2 separate regions of the Danio rerio genome follow, and region 1 is linked to region 2. The links are chromatin contacts, called in public Hi-C maps. All regions are on one chromosome and are shown on one strand. Each heading gives the region's core, a stretch centred on a gene start, on an enhancer-like site or on the middle of the called end of the contact. The rest is flanking DNA. Distances are from core to core; before and after follow the strand shown.

Region 1 (6,580 bases), core at 3,733-6,232, 97 kb before region 2:
GGTTAATTAGGTAAACTAGGCATGTTAGGGTAATTAGGCAATTATTGTATAAAGATGGTTTGTTCTTTTGTATAAAGATGGTTCTTTCGTTCAACAAATTCTGACTTCAACTATATATATATATATATATATATATATATATATATATATATATATATATATATATATATATATATATATATATATATATATATATATATATATATATAGTTGAAGTCAGAATTTTATATATATAGTTTTTAGTTATATTGTTTTAGCAAAAATGAATAAAATAAAAATATAACGCAAAATATTGATACAAACTATGAGAAAATAAATATGAAAAAAATGGTAGTTATAAAAAAACTAAAGTAAAAATGAAAATGTTTTAAAATTGAATATAAAAGCCAACTTATATTTATGACTATGACAATAGAATATAAACACAATAACACTGCTCATGATAAAACTATTGCTAGCTAACAGTTCAAATTAGAATAATGACAATAAATTAAAAAAATATGTAACAATGTAGAAACTAATCTTATTAAGATATAATATAATATAATATAATATAATATAATATAATATATTATAATATAATGATGAAAAAATAAACGTGAAAAATAAATAAATAAAATAATGGTAAGCATAGCATTTCCCCCTTATTTCTAACCAATTCAATATTTCAAAATTAAGCAAAACTTTGCCATTTGGCCTATTTGATCAGATTTAATTTCCTTTCATTTTAGAACAATCAAGGAAAAGTAATGTTTATAAGCTTTAGTACCTTAAGGAGAGCCAGCGCCACATTGAAGATGATGTTCAATCCCTGTGAAGAAATTAAAAAAACAATTACACACACACACACTCCCAAGGCCACAACATCTGAACAGCAAACCGCCTAGAGCAAAACAGCAAAACACTTCACTGTAATACAGAAGATCACAATTTGAAAACTATTTTTATTCATGCACCTGCCAAGTTAGTTTGAGAGTCTTTCTGCCCTTTTATAAAGTACTATGCAAATCTAATTAAGAGAAAACATAAAAAATATACTTTTAAGTCTTTCGTTGATGAAATTTGATCAATCTGTGCCTAAATAGTTTAACAGCAATACACATTTTTGAGGCTGTTTTTCTCAAAATGAGCTTTTGAGTCTTAAATTTCCATTTCAGCAGCTTTACAAACACAAACACACACAGTTTCATTCATATCTGTACACAATCTGACAAAAGTCTTGTTGATCCCAGCTGTAAAACCGACAAATAATAAACTTCTAGTTGGGATAACTTCTAGTGCATCCCAATGATCACAAATATTGAAAAAGACCTTTTGGAACCCGCATGAACCAAAGATTCTCAGAGTAATCAGTCAAGTATGGTGAAGGAAAAAAACATGGTTTGGGGTTATATTCAGTATGGGGGCATGCAAGAGATCTGAAGAGTGAATGGCAACATCAACAGCCTGAGGTAATAAGACATTTGTGCTGCCTATTACATTACAAAACACAGGAGAGGGCAAATTCTTCAGCAGGATAGCGCTCCTTCTCATACAGCACTTCAGCCTCCACATCAAAGTTCCTGAAAGGAAAGAAGGTCAAAGTGCTCCAGAATTGGCCTGCCCAGTCACCAGACAACATGAACATTATTGAGCATGTCTGGGGTAAGATGAAGGATGAGGCATTGAAGATGAATCCAAAGAATCTTGATGAACTCTGAGAGACCTGCAAGAACGCTTTTTTACCATTCCAGATGACTTTAAGCTATTTGAGTCATTGCAGAGATGTTTAGATGCAGTCCTCCAAGCTCATGGGAGTCATACACAATATGAAATCTTTTTCACAATGACGTTATATTCAATACTGTACATTATTTCTTTTAAGTGACAAGACTTTTGTCTAAGCAAAAATGAAGGCATGATTATATTTTATTTTGGTCAAATAATCTAGAAACCTTGGCCTTTCATATATGCCACTTCTGATACCAAATGATCAATTAAAAGTCGAGTTATTATTTGTTGATCCTAAAACTTGAATAGACGACAAGACTTTTGTCAGGTGGTTTACTTTGAAGGTTTTTACACAGGGATTTGTTCATATATAATTTGCATCAATCTACAGATATAAAATATAAAAATCCATTAAGTTTAATATGTAATATTATATTGTATTTATATTATATATGTTATAGTGTATATATATTAAATGATCGCATATTTCATTAATTAATCAATTTATTTATTTCACCAGCAAGGACCCATTGAGATACAATATCTGTTCTACCACGAAGACCTGGTCAAGACAGGTAGCATAGGACAGAGTTACAAAATATATATCACAACGCATAAACACACACAAAAATAGTATATTTTTAAGTAATTATTTTAATATTTTAATAGTAAACCATAATCAATTGTTAAAACATGTGCACTGTTTTAAATCGAGTCTTTTTTGAATATATCGATAGATGGTACGGATTTCATATATAGTATACCTTGAAGGTCATACCATACATATGGAGCATACATACAGAATGCAGATCGACCGAACTCTGTGTGAAAAAAAATGGCATCTTAAGTAAGAGTATATCTGCTGATCTGCTATTGTAAGTATTTGATTAGAACTCCAACAAACTAGATGTATACTGTGGTAATTTACCATCTAAAGCTTTAAAAATAAAAACTAAGATATGTTGTTTTCTCTTTAACTGTAATAAGGTCCATTCTGTCAATTTATATAATGACATTGATGCGTGTGTAATTATTTATTAATTAGTGCATACTTCATTGTTTATTAATTAGTGCATATTTAATGGTTTATTAATTAGTGCATATTTATTGTATTTTTAAAACTAACACTGTAGATGCTTGTAATACAGCAAATGTTTGCAATTGTTGATGTAATCGGTCAACTGTTGATTAGTATGATGAGACGGAGTGAGTGTTTGGAGCAGGTTCACCTGCAGTGCGTTGTGTTAAATGGTTTCAGAAGAGCTGCAGGGCTGTTTTTGCGCTCTACTAGAAGCGGCAAGCGTGATGTCGAGCGCATTTGCATTTCCTAAAATAGCTGGATTCATACAAAGAGCTGAACGTGTAGGAGTGACAGCAGCTGAAGGAGGAGGAGAGCTATTGTGCTCAGGTGGACTGACAGGCTGTGTGTGTGTGTGTCTGTGTGTGTGTATGTGTGAAAGTGCATGTGTTTCTCTTCTTGAGTGTGTGCATGTGAAGGTGTGTGTGAGGGTGTGTGCGTGTGCACAAGTGCATGTGTGTTTTTGTTTGTGAGTGTGTGTTTCTCTGTTTGTGTGAGTGTTTGCGTGTGCAAGTGCATGTGTGTTTCTTTCTCTGAGTGTGCGATGTGAAGGAGTGTGTGTGTGTGCGTGTGTGTTTGTGTGTGTGTTTGAGTGAGTGTTTGTGTACATGCAAGTGCATGTGTGTTTTTGTTTGCAAGTACATGTGTGTGTGCATGTGAAGTTTGTTGTGTTTGTACAGTATGTGTGGGTGAGTGTGTAATTATGTTTGTGAGTGTGTTTCTGTGTGTGAGTGTGCCTGTGAAGGTGTGTGTGTGTGTTTGAGTGAGTGTTTGTGTGCATGAAAGTGCATTTGTGTTTTTGTTTGCGAGTTTGTGTGTGTGTCTGTGTGTGTGTATGTGAAGTTGTGTGTGTGCAATTGTGTGTTGTGTTTGTAAGAATGTGTGTTTGTGTGTGTGCAAATGCATGTGTGCTTCTGTGTCAAAGTGTGTGCCTGTAAAGGTGTGTGTTTTTCTGTGTATGAGTGATTGTGTGTTTCCGTGTGTTTGTGTGTTTCTGCTTCTGAGTGTGTGTTTTTGTGTGCAAGTGCATTGTGTTGCTGTGTGCGAGTGTGTGAATGTTTGTGTTTGTGAGTATGTGTGTGTGTGCACATTTCTGTGTACTTTTGTACACTTTTGTGTATGTTTGTGCCTGTGTGGGTGTAAATGTGTTTTTGTTTGCATGATGTGTCTGTAAATGTGTGTGTTTTTGTTTATGTGTGTGTTTGTGTGTGTGCAAGTGCATATGTGTTTATATGTGTGCAAGTGCATAAGTGTTTCTGTTTGTGAGTGTGGGTTTTTGTGTGTGTGCTAGCGCATTGTATACAAGTGTTTTTAAGTGCGTGTGCAACTTTGTGTGAATGTGTGTTTTGTGTCTGTGTGCGTTTTTATTCATGTATATACAAACTTATTTGTATGTATGTATATTTTTGTGTGTATTTGGTCAGTGTGCGCGTGTTTGCATGATGTGTCTGTAAATGTGTCTGTTTGTTTATGTGTGTGCAGGTGCTTATGTGTTTGTGTGTGTGTGTGCAAGTGCATGTGTGTTTTTTGTTTGAGTGTGGGTTTTAGTATGTGTGCATGCATTTGTGTGTATTTTGTGTCTGTGTGGTGTTTGTATGTGTGCATGTGTGTGTGTGAAATTTCTGTGTATTTGTGTATATTTTTGTGTATGTTGGGTCAGTGTGCGTGTGTGTACATGTGTGTTTGTTTGAATGAAGTGTCTGTTGTGTGTGTGAGTGTGCTTGTGTGCATGAGTATATTTGTAAGTGTATGTCTTTATATCTGGTGGAAGCCTTATGGGGACTTGCATCACAATGGGGGCCTAAATTGTGGTCCCCGTCGGTAAATAAATACCCTTATAAATGATGAAATGTAAAACTGAGGGTCTATGAGGGGGTTTAGGGAAATAAGGGGCAAAATCTACAGTTTCCACAGTAGAAAGATCATTATGTCTATGAAGAGTCCTCACAAGGATAGCAAACCAAAAATGTAAGTGACTGTGTGTGTGGATATATGTGTGTAAGCGAGTGTATGTGCTTGAATGCGTGTATTTTTGTGTGTGTGTGTGTGTGTGTGTGTGTGTGTGTGTGTGTGTGTGTGTGTGTGTGTGTTATAGGGGCGCAGGTGGCATCGCAGTGGCGAGTGGAGAAGCAATGCTGACTTCAGCTCCGCATGGAAACACCCGTCTCGAGCATCGCCTCCACAAGCTGCTCACATGGCAACACTGAGCTAAAAATAACCAGCCGTAGCTATTAATAACAACCAAGCTGCTCCCGACAGGCTCTAGATGGCGCTGGGGGGCTAAATAGAGATCGCAGGGGGGCATATTAGTGTGTTTGTGTTTGTTGAGGGAGAATAAGACTTTAGTGGTGGACGTTTTTGGTTATGCAAGAAATACTGGGTTTGAAAGGCAAGTGGACATGCCATGATTGATGGTTGTTGTGGGTATGAGTGAAAGTGTTAGAGTTTACGTTTGCAATCGGGCAGAGTGAATGGAGCAATTTGCCTACATTAACATAATGAGGCACAGGGAAAAAAAAGTTACAGCAATGGAACAGGAGTTGCACTAGTGTAATAGCAAAAAAAAAAATAGAAAATATAATGTAATAATACAAATATACAAAAAAAAAATGCATTAAATAATAAAAAAAAGTAATACAATATGATACAATATAAAATATTGTGAATAAACATGAATAAGGTTAAATTGTGGTACTATAGCATAAGAGTGAAATGCTAAAATAAAAAGTTGATTAAAAATATGTAGTTAAATATAATAACATATAGCAATTAGCACTTTATAATATAATATAATATAATATAATATAATATAATATAATATAATATAATATAATATAATATAATATAATATAATATAATATAATATAATACTACAACATTTAATACAATACCACACAATATAATACTATTTTAAAATGAAATATGGTAAATAAACATGAATCAATTAAAATTATGGTAGTAGTGTGTAAGTGTGCCATGCTAAAATAAAAAGTTAACAATAAAATAAATTAATACATTAAATATATAATTAAATTAAATATAAAATAATATAAAAATAATTTAAATATAAAATAAAATATGAAATAAAATTAAAATACATTAAAATTAAATTAAATACATTTAACAAATAATACACAAAAATATATAATTAAATAAAATTAAATATAATGTAAAATAAAATATATATAATAAAATTAAATTAATAACATATAATAAATAATAAAAATGAATATATAATTAAATATAAAATCAATTACAAAATAATATATATATATATATATATATATATATATATATATATATATATATAAAAAACATAAAAAAGATAAAATTAAATAAAAAATATAATATTAAATAAAACTAATAATACATAATAAAAACAAATAAATTAGAGTCTATAGTTAAATATATGTAACTTGCATAATATAAGAATAACTATAATATAATACAAATAATACAAACATTAATTAATATAATAATATTGATATGCTATTAATAACTCACATGTTATTTAATATTTATAATCATTTATTAATTAATATAATAATCATCCAAACTATCAAACAACCAAAACAATCTATTAATAGCAAAATTATGCAAACTAGCAAAATCAGTATTTACATTTTCTATACAGTAAAAAAATGAAAAGCTTTAATCTTGTCAAACATCACAACACATTTAAATATATATTTTTATATTTGTAAATACTGACTCTCATCTGAAACGAGTTTTCTACATTGTGATTAATCTTAGAACACAAAGAAAACAAAAAACTCAAGTTGACTAAAATGA
Region 2 (6,903 bases), core at 4,171-6,670:
AATTATTATTTACATTAAAATATTTGATTACAGAATATGCAAAAAATACACTGTTTAAACAATTATTTACAGGATATGCAAGAGTAATTTTATTTTGAAATGATACTGCTTATTTTCCACTTTTAATATGAAAAGCCTTGAAAATTATTTATTTTGTTTCCGAAAATGCAAGTTACTTATTTTCACTATTTATGAAAAAAAAACAGACTGTTCGATTTAGGCAATGCGAGTTTTAATTTCAGTTGTTTAATGCTGATGTTCGATAAATATTCATAGATAGTAGATAGAGTGTGTTTCCTTTATTTTAAAATCAAGCTATGCACCTTTCATTCAAAAATCTCTCACTTGTAATATGTGAGCATATTTACTCTACAAAACCTGTCAGTGAACTGTGAGGGCAAAAAAAAAGTAACAAATAAAGCAATCGTTCATTATTGCAATGATTGTAGGCCTAATCGCCAAGCCCTAAATTCTAGCTATTTTAATATGAAGATTAACTACATGAAAATAGCTAAAATTGAAATATAATATTAAAAATTAGTGTACAAGTTTAACAGAAATTATTATAACACATTATATTCAGATTATAATTTGTGAATTAACTGCATACATCTTAAATTAATGAACAAGTTTATGTACATTTAACTTACTATAATTCATTATGTTGTTAATAAAATTCCAATAATAAAAGATATACATCATATATTTTTTTAAAAATGCTTGTTTAGAAGTATGAAAGTATAATGTTTGATTCAAATCTACAACTCCAATAAAGGCTGTATAGAATTTATATTTTGTAATTAAGTCTAGAAATTAAGACACCATATATTTGTTTATAGAAAACTTAAACACACAAACAGACACACAACCATACATTAATGATGTTAACATTACACCTGTTTCAAAACTGATGTGAAAATGAATGGAATGTGTACTTCTGTCATTGATAGATGTTACATTTTAAGAAAAGCCTCCTGGAATAGAAAGTCAGCTGAAAACTTCTAGTCATGTGAGAACAAAAATAAGACAGCAGACAAAGTGTGAAAACTATAAATTGATGAAGAATTGAGCAGGAGTGTTCTGGTGTTTCAGAGGACCAGGTCTTAGCTCTTTACCTTTCGGCGTGTCCTCGTTCAGTGGCTGGAAAGCAGGGGTGTTTGGATTCCAGATGCCTGTGATCACATAAGCCTTCCCATCTGCATTTTTACCCATAGACTCCTTTAAACATAAACAAACGCAGGCAATGATCAGTCTCTTACATAAATGATGTATAGAAAGGTTCAGAATTAAAATATAGAAAATCAAATATACATATTTTAGATTTTAGATTTTGAAAATATCCACCAATGTTATTAGTAATTATTAATATTAAGCATTAAAAAGTTAAACATACTGTACAATGACAAACACAGACATGCATGAATAAGTTTTTTGTTTATATATTAATTTTGTAGAATTAAAATCTATATAAAATAAAAAAATGTCTTAATATATATTTTCATATACAAAAAAATACAAAAAATATATTTCATATACACTGTAAAAAATATCTGTAAATTAACAGTTTTTAAATGTTGTGTTTTCCATTTATTTACGGTTGTGAATTGCATTATGGGATGTTGAGCTCTGCTCTGTTGAATTTTGATGTTGTTTGTTAAAGTTTAACAAAGTAACTTTTATTGACATTTTAGCAGTCTGAAATAATATAATGTATAATAAATAACATATAGAAAAATAAGTCTCTAAAATAACATCAAAATGTACAGGCAGCTTATTAACTGTTAATTTACAGTGAAAAGCACTTACCTGGAAAAATTACATCAAATACAATTTATATTTGTTATACTTTTTAGTATGTTTATATGAATTAAAATAATTTAAATATAAATACTTATATTCTATAAAATGTTGCATTACTTTGTATTCATACATACTGTAGTAGTAATTTGAAATAAATTATAATTCTGTGGAATAGAAACTATAGAAATGCAACAAGCAGATCCACACAAAACTATCAAATTAAACAATATTTTTCAAAACAGAATATTCTATCTAATATATGCAAACACAAACATCATAACATTGTCTTTGTTTGTTTTTTCAAAATTCATATAATATTACATTACATACAGTTGAAGTCAGAACTATTAGCCCCTGTGTTTATTTTTTTTCCCAATTTCTGTTAAACAAAGAGATTTCCCCAACACATTTCTAAACATAATAGTTTTTATAACTCATTTATTTTATCTTTGTCATGATGACAGAAAATAATATTTGACTAGACATATTTCAAGGCACTTCTATACAGCTTAAAGTGACATTTAAAGGCTTATCTAGGTTAATTAGGTGAACTAGGCAGGTTAGGGTAATCAGCGAAGTTATTATATAACGATGATTTGTTCTGTAGACTATCGAAAAAATTTAGCTTAAGGGGCTAATAATTTTGACCTTAAAATGGTTTTTAAAAAAATTTTAAATTGCTTTTACTCTAGCCGAAATAAAACAAATAAAACAAATAATTTCTCCAGAAGAAAAATATTATCAGACATACTGCAAAAATTTCCCCGCCCTGTTTAACATCATTTGGAAAATATTTAGAAAGGAATCATGATATTACCATCAACATTCCTTATAAGTCAACCTCTAAAATTGTATCTTTATTTTTTTTTAAAAAGGCAAAAAAAAAAAAAATCATCTTTTCTCATCACATTTATCTAATTTGACAAGTTTTGCTATAATTTTTAGTTTAATATTTAACCATTTAATATTTGACAGTGACATCACTGTTGCCAAAGGCTTGCTTGGTTTTGGGACTTTTGGAGTTGTGCATCGATGGATTTGCTCTTCTGTGTTTGGACTTACAGCAATAAAAAATTAAACCACACTGAAATGAATTAAAAACTGAAATTCAACTCAGAAAACTGGACTGACACTTTCATTTTACTCGAACTTCTATGTTAAGCTGCTTTGACACGATCTACATCGTAAAAGCGCTATAGAAATAAGGATGAATTGGAAAAAAAAACACAAGAAAGAACACAAAAATCATCTGCAGCCCTTGCATGGCAAGAGTTTCAAATAAAAGCATTAAAAGCTTAGGATTATGAATTATAATCATGTGAAAAACACCTGCTACCACATCGATAAACCTTTTTTAAGACAGGAACAGCTGTTATTTCTTTAGATAAGGAACAAAATATATCAAAAAAATTCAGCAATTTGATTCAAAGTTAATTGCATTAAACAGGGCTGCAAGCAGCAATTACTGAGGTTGAAGTATTTTTTATTTTTTTTGCAAACCTAAAATCAGCTAAACAAGTGACTTGCAAGCATTTTAACAATTTCAGGTCATTTGCCTTGGACATAAAGCATTTTCTATGTCTTCCAAACCATTATAGCGCCACCTATGGACTGATGGAAAATGGAATCATATAATGTATGTTCTCACCTTATTTTATGAAAATCAGACTTTTTGTTTAGAATTTATAAGCTTTTGGGTATATTTGACCACACCCATTTGTTAAATGAGCTTATTTTGTCAAATGTTCAAATGCAAAAAAGGTAAATATACAATTATTAATCAAATCAGCCTGGAGATTTAATTTTGATCACAAGATTAGTTTGGATGATCACTTTGACTGCAAAATAGTAATCTCCAACAATTCCTAAAAAAATAGTTTTGCTCCTAAACTCTTCCAAAAATGGCTGGCTTGTGGTTTAACCATGATTGTTTAATCTATTGAGAGCTATAAATAAGAAGCACTGCTGCTGAAACCATTAAAAAGACTTGCACAAAAATAAATCCCAACATTAAGCCTTGTAGGATGTTTGATTCAGCTGTCTCCGTGAACTCTCCGCTTGATTGAACTGCTAATTGTTTTTCGGTCTTGATGTGCAAAAACTGTTACAGCATCACTAGCTCAAGGCCTAATGTGAAATCGTGCTTTTTAATGAATAATAAAAGTCCACATTTCCATTAAGTGTTTCTAAAATCGGCAGCAGAATAGTGATTAAAATGAGTGAGGGTATATGCAATTAGTGCATGGTATCCAGCCCAGGAGTTATTCTAATTAGAAATCCTGGGTAAAACTCGAGAGAAAAAAATGTCTGACCATATCGAGAAGATGCATGTCACTGTTGCGCACTTTCTGACCAGGACTGAGCAGCATCCCGAAGCACCTGCAAAATAAAAGACAGTGGTACATATAGTATAATATTTTTACAGTGTCAGATGTAATATTAATAAGACAGAACAGCAATATTTAATAAATCAAACAGGAACATTAGGTGCATTATTAATGTACATACAGTATATATACACATGTATATGACTGAATAAAAAAATTATGAGAGCTTTCTGTGAGGATTATTAAGTGTTTGTGATGGGGGTCAATTTCACAGAAAGAGCATCTTCACTGGAACTACAGCGACATCATGTGGTTGCACAAGGAACCATATTTTGACAACAGTAGTCAACATTTGATGCGGATCAAAAAAAATATTCAAAATTATCCTAAGACAAGAATGGGTGTTGTTGAATAGCTTTAAGACAACTTTGATAAAAGGTTTTGATACATTTCAAATGTTAACTACATAGATATCTATTTATTGAACACTGCATATACTGTAGGTCAGTGTGTTTATGGTTATGTAACTTTATATTATATACAAAGTTCCCAGTCTTTCGTGGACACCAAATTCAGGGACTCTCAAGGACTTTTTAAAATCACTAATAATGTTATATCAAGCACATTGATTACACTTTATTTTGATGGTCGCTATTGCTGTAGTTTCAAGAAACATGGGAACCCTGTATATAGAAATAGAACATGTTACCTGCTAATTTTGCAATGTTTCTAATTCATAGTTTAAATCTAAACCTTTTTAATTCGTTTTTTTAAGTTTAGCCATTATAACACAAAATCCAGTTCTGAAAAGGGAGAAAAGGTGTGAATTTGTCGCTCTGGAAACAGCGTCTCATAACCCACCGCTCTATGACCAGCTCCTTATTGTTTAGCTGCTGGACAACCACAGACACTTTCTTCTGTACGCCCTGCCGCAGCTTGAAGTAATATTTATCTCTGTCTTTGGGAACTGGACTACAAGTTAAAAGAAGAATACAAAAATAAAAAGTGTCACTTACATTTGGTTGGCCAGAAATTTAAATAAAGCAACAGTGCTGAAAGCATGAGACAAAAGCAGAAACAAGCTTTTTCAGAAGCGAGTAAAGAGCGACCTGAAGTTTCCTTTCCCATCATCTTCTCTCACTTCTAGAGAAACACTAAAAGTGAAAACGTCGCTGTCAGGGGAAAGTGGCAACGGCGAGTCTTGCATCTCTGTGGCAGCTTTTGCCGAACGCTTGAAGGCCGTCGAGAAGCTATAGAGGATGCGACTAACCTAAAAATATAAATAAATAAAAAAAGGGTTTGAAAGATTGGGTTTAATGTGGGTTTCAAGACTACTTTAATGAAGAGATGAAACTCACCGCCTCTTTGATATGGCAGGAAAAGACGTGAATCTGAAAGTCCTCAGAGCTGCGGTAGCTCTCAGTGAAAGAAAAGCAGTCACTCTCAACAGATCCCTCGCATCCTCGTGCGCAAAACAACACCTTATAGATGGGAAAAGACGCTATTTCTGTTCCGCTGGCCTGGTCCACGATCCTGGAATCATTAAAAACATAACAGACCTATAACTAAAACTGTGTGTGAAACCTAGAGTTTCCAGGTACATGCAAAGGTTTACTTTTAACTTAACATAGCACATAAATAAAGCAAAGAGTTATATGTATACAATTATTTTGCATACAAAATACAATTATGCAAGGATCTCCATAAAGCGAGCATGCACATACAGTCCAAAATTACTACAATGTGATGTATATATGTATGTACACACACACACACACACACACACACACACACACACACACACACACACACACACACACACACACACACACACACACACACACACACACACACACACACACACACACACACACACACACACACACACACACACACACACACACACACACACACACACACACCCTGACAAAAGTCTTTGTCGCTTCTCCAAGTTTTAAGAACAACAAATAATAACTTGACTTTTAGTTGATCTTTGGGATCAGAAGTGGCTTATATGAAAGGCCAAGGCCTCTAGATCAGGCTTTTTTCGCAAAATAAGACATGATCATGCTTTAGGTTTTTATTATCTAATTAGGCCAGTAATGTCTGACTTTGCTTAGACAAAAGTCTTGTCACTTAACAGAAATAATGTACTGTATACAATATAAAGTCACGGTGCAGTGGAAAAAGAATTAATATTGTGTATGACTCCCATGAGCTTGGAGGACTGCATCCATACATCTCTGCAATGACTCCCAGAGATTAATAAGATTTTTTGAATTCATCTTCAATGCCTCCTCCATCTTACCCCAGGCATGCTGAATAATGTTCATGTCTGTTGACTGGGCTGGCCAATTCTGGAACACCTTGACCTTCTGTGCTTTCAGGAACTTTGATGTGGAGGCTGAAGTATGAGAAGGAGCGCTATCCAGCTGAAGAATTTGCCCTCTACTGTGGTTTGTAATGTAATGGGCAGCACAAATGTCTTGACACCTCAGGCTGTTGATGTTGCCCATCCACTCTTCACATCTCTCGCATGACTCCATACTGAATGTAATCCCAAACCATTATTTTTCCTTCACTAAACTGGACTGATTTCTCTGAAAATCTTGGGTCCATACGGGTTTTAATAGGTCTTCCACAGTGTTTGTGATGATTGAGATGCAGTTCAACAGATGATTCATTGGTAAAATCTACCTTCTGCCACTTTTCCAGATCAACTGGAAGTCAAATTATTATTGTTGCATTTACAACTGGGATGGACGACAAGACTTTT

Evidence for each region. Hi-C and Micro-C count contacts between places; a contact is called where the count stands out from the background.
Region 1: a Hi-C map of skeletal muscle shows a contact between it and region 2, with 2.0 times the contacts expected there. The contact joins two enhancer-like sites. A contact is called at or near these places in 5 of 18 Hi-C or Micro-C datasets (caudal fin, embryo, hematopoietic stem cells and 2 more).

Annotation. Positions count from the first base shown.
Region 1 is chr22:17,106,518-17,113,097 of GRCz12tu, reverse strand. It overlaps rabgap1l (RAB GTPase activating protein 1-like), which reads right to left. Exons shown (of 26, transcript XM_073936803.1): 18 at 770-811. Among named protein-coding and RNA genes, the nearest start is that of ifi44f1, 43 kb to the left of the region's middle. Within about 2 kb of position 4,982, at least 8 of the 62 cell types and tissues checked have an H3K27ac peak or open chromatin away from gene starts, as enhancers often do. A contact at or near this core is called in skeletal muscle, where this site is marked.
Region 2 is chr22:17,010,123-17,017,025 of GRCz12tu, reverse strand. rabgap1l (RAB GTPase activating protein 1-like) reads right to left here. Exons shown (of 26, transcript XM_073936803.1): 5 at 5,486-5,660; 6 at 5,237-5,397; 7 at 4,989-5,099; 8 at 4,113-4,179; 9 at 1,116-1,218. Among named protein-coding and RNA genes, the nearest start is that of rabgap1l, 17 kb to the right of the region's middle. Within about 2 kb of position 5,420, at least 1 of the 62 cell types and tissues checked has an H3K27ac peak or open chromatin away from gene starts, as enhancers often do. A contact at or near this core is called in skeletal muscle, where this site is marked.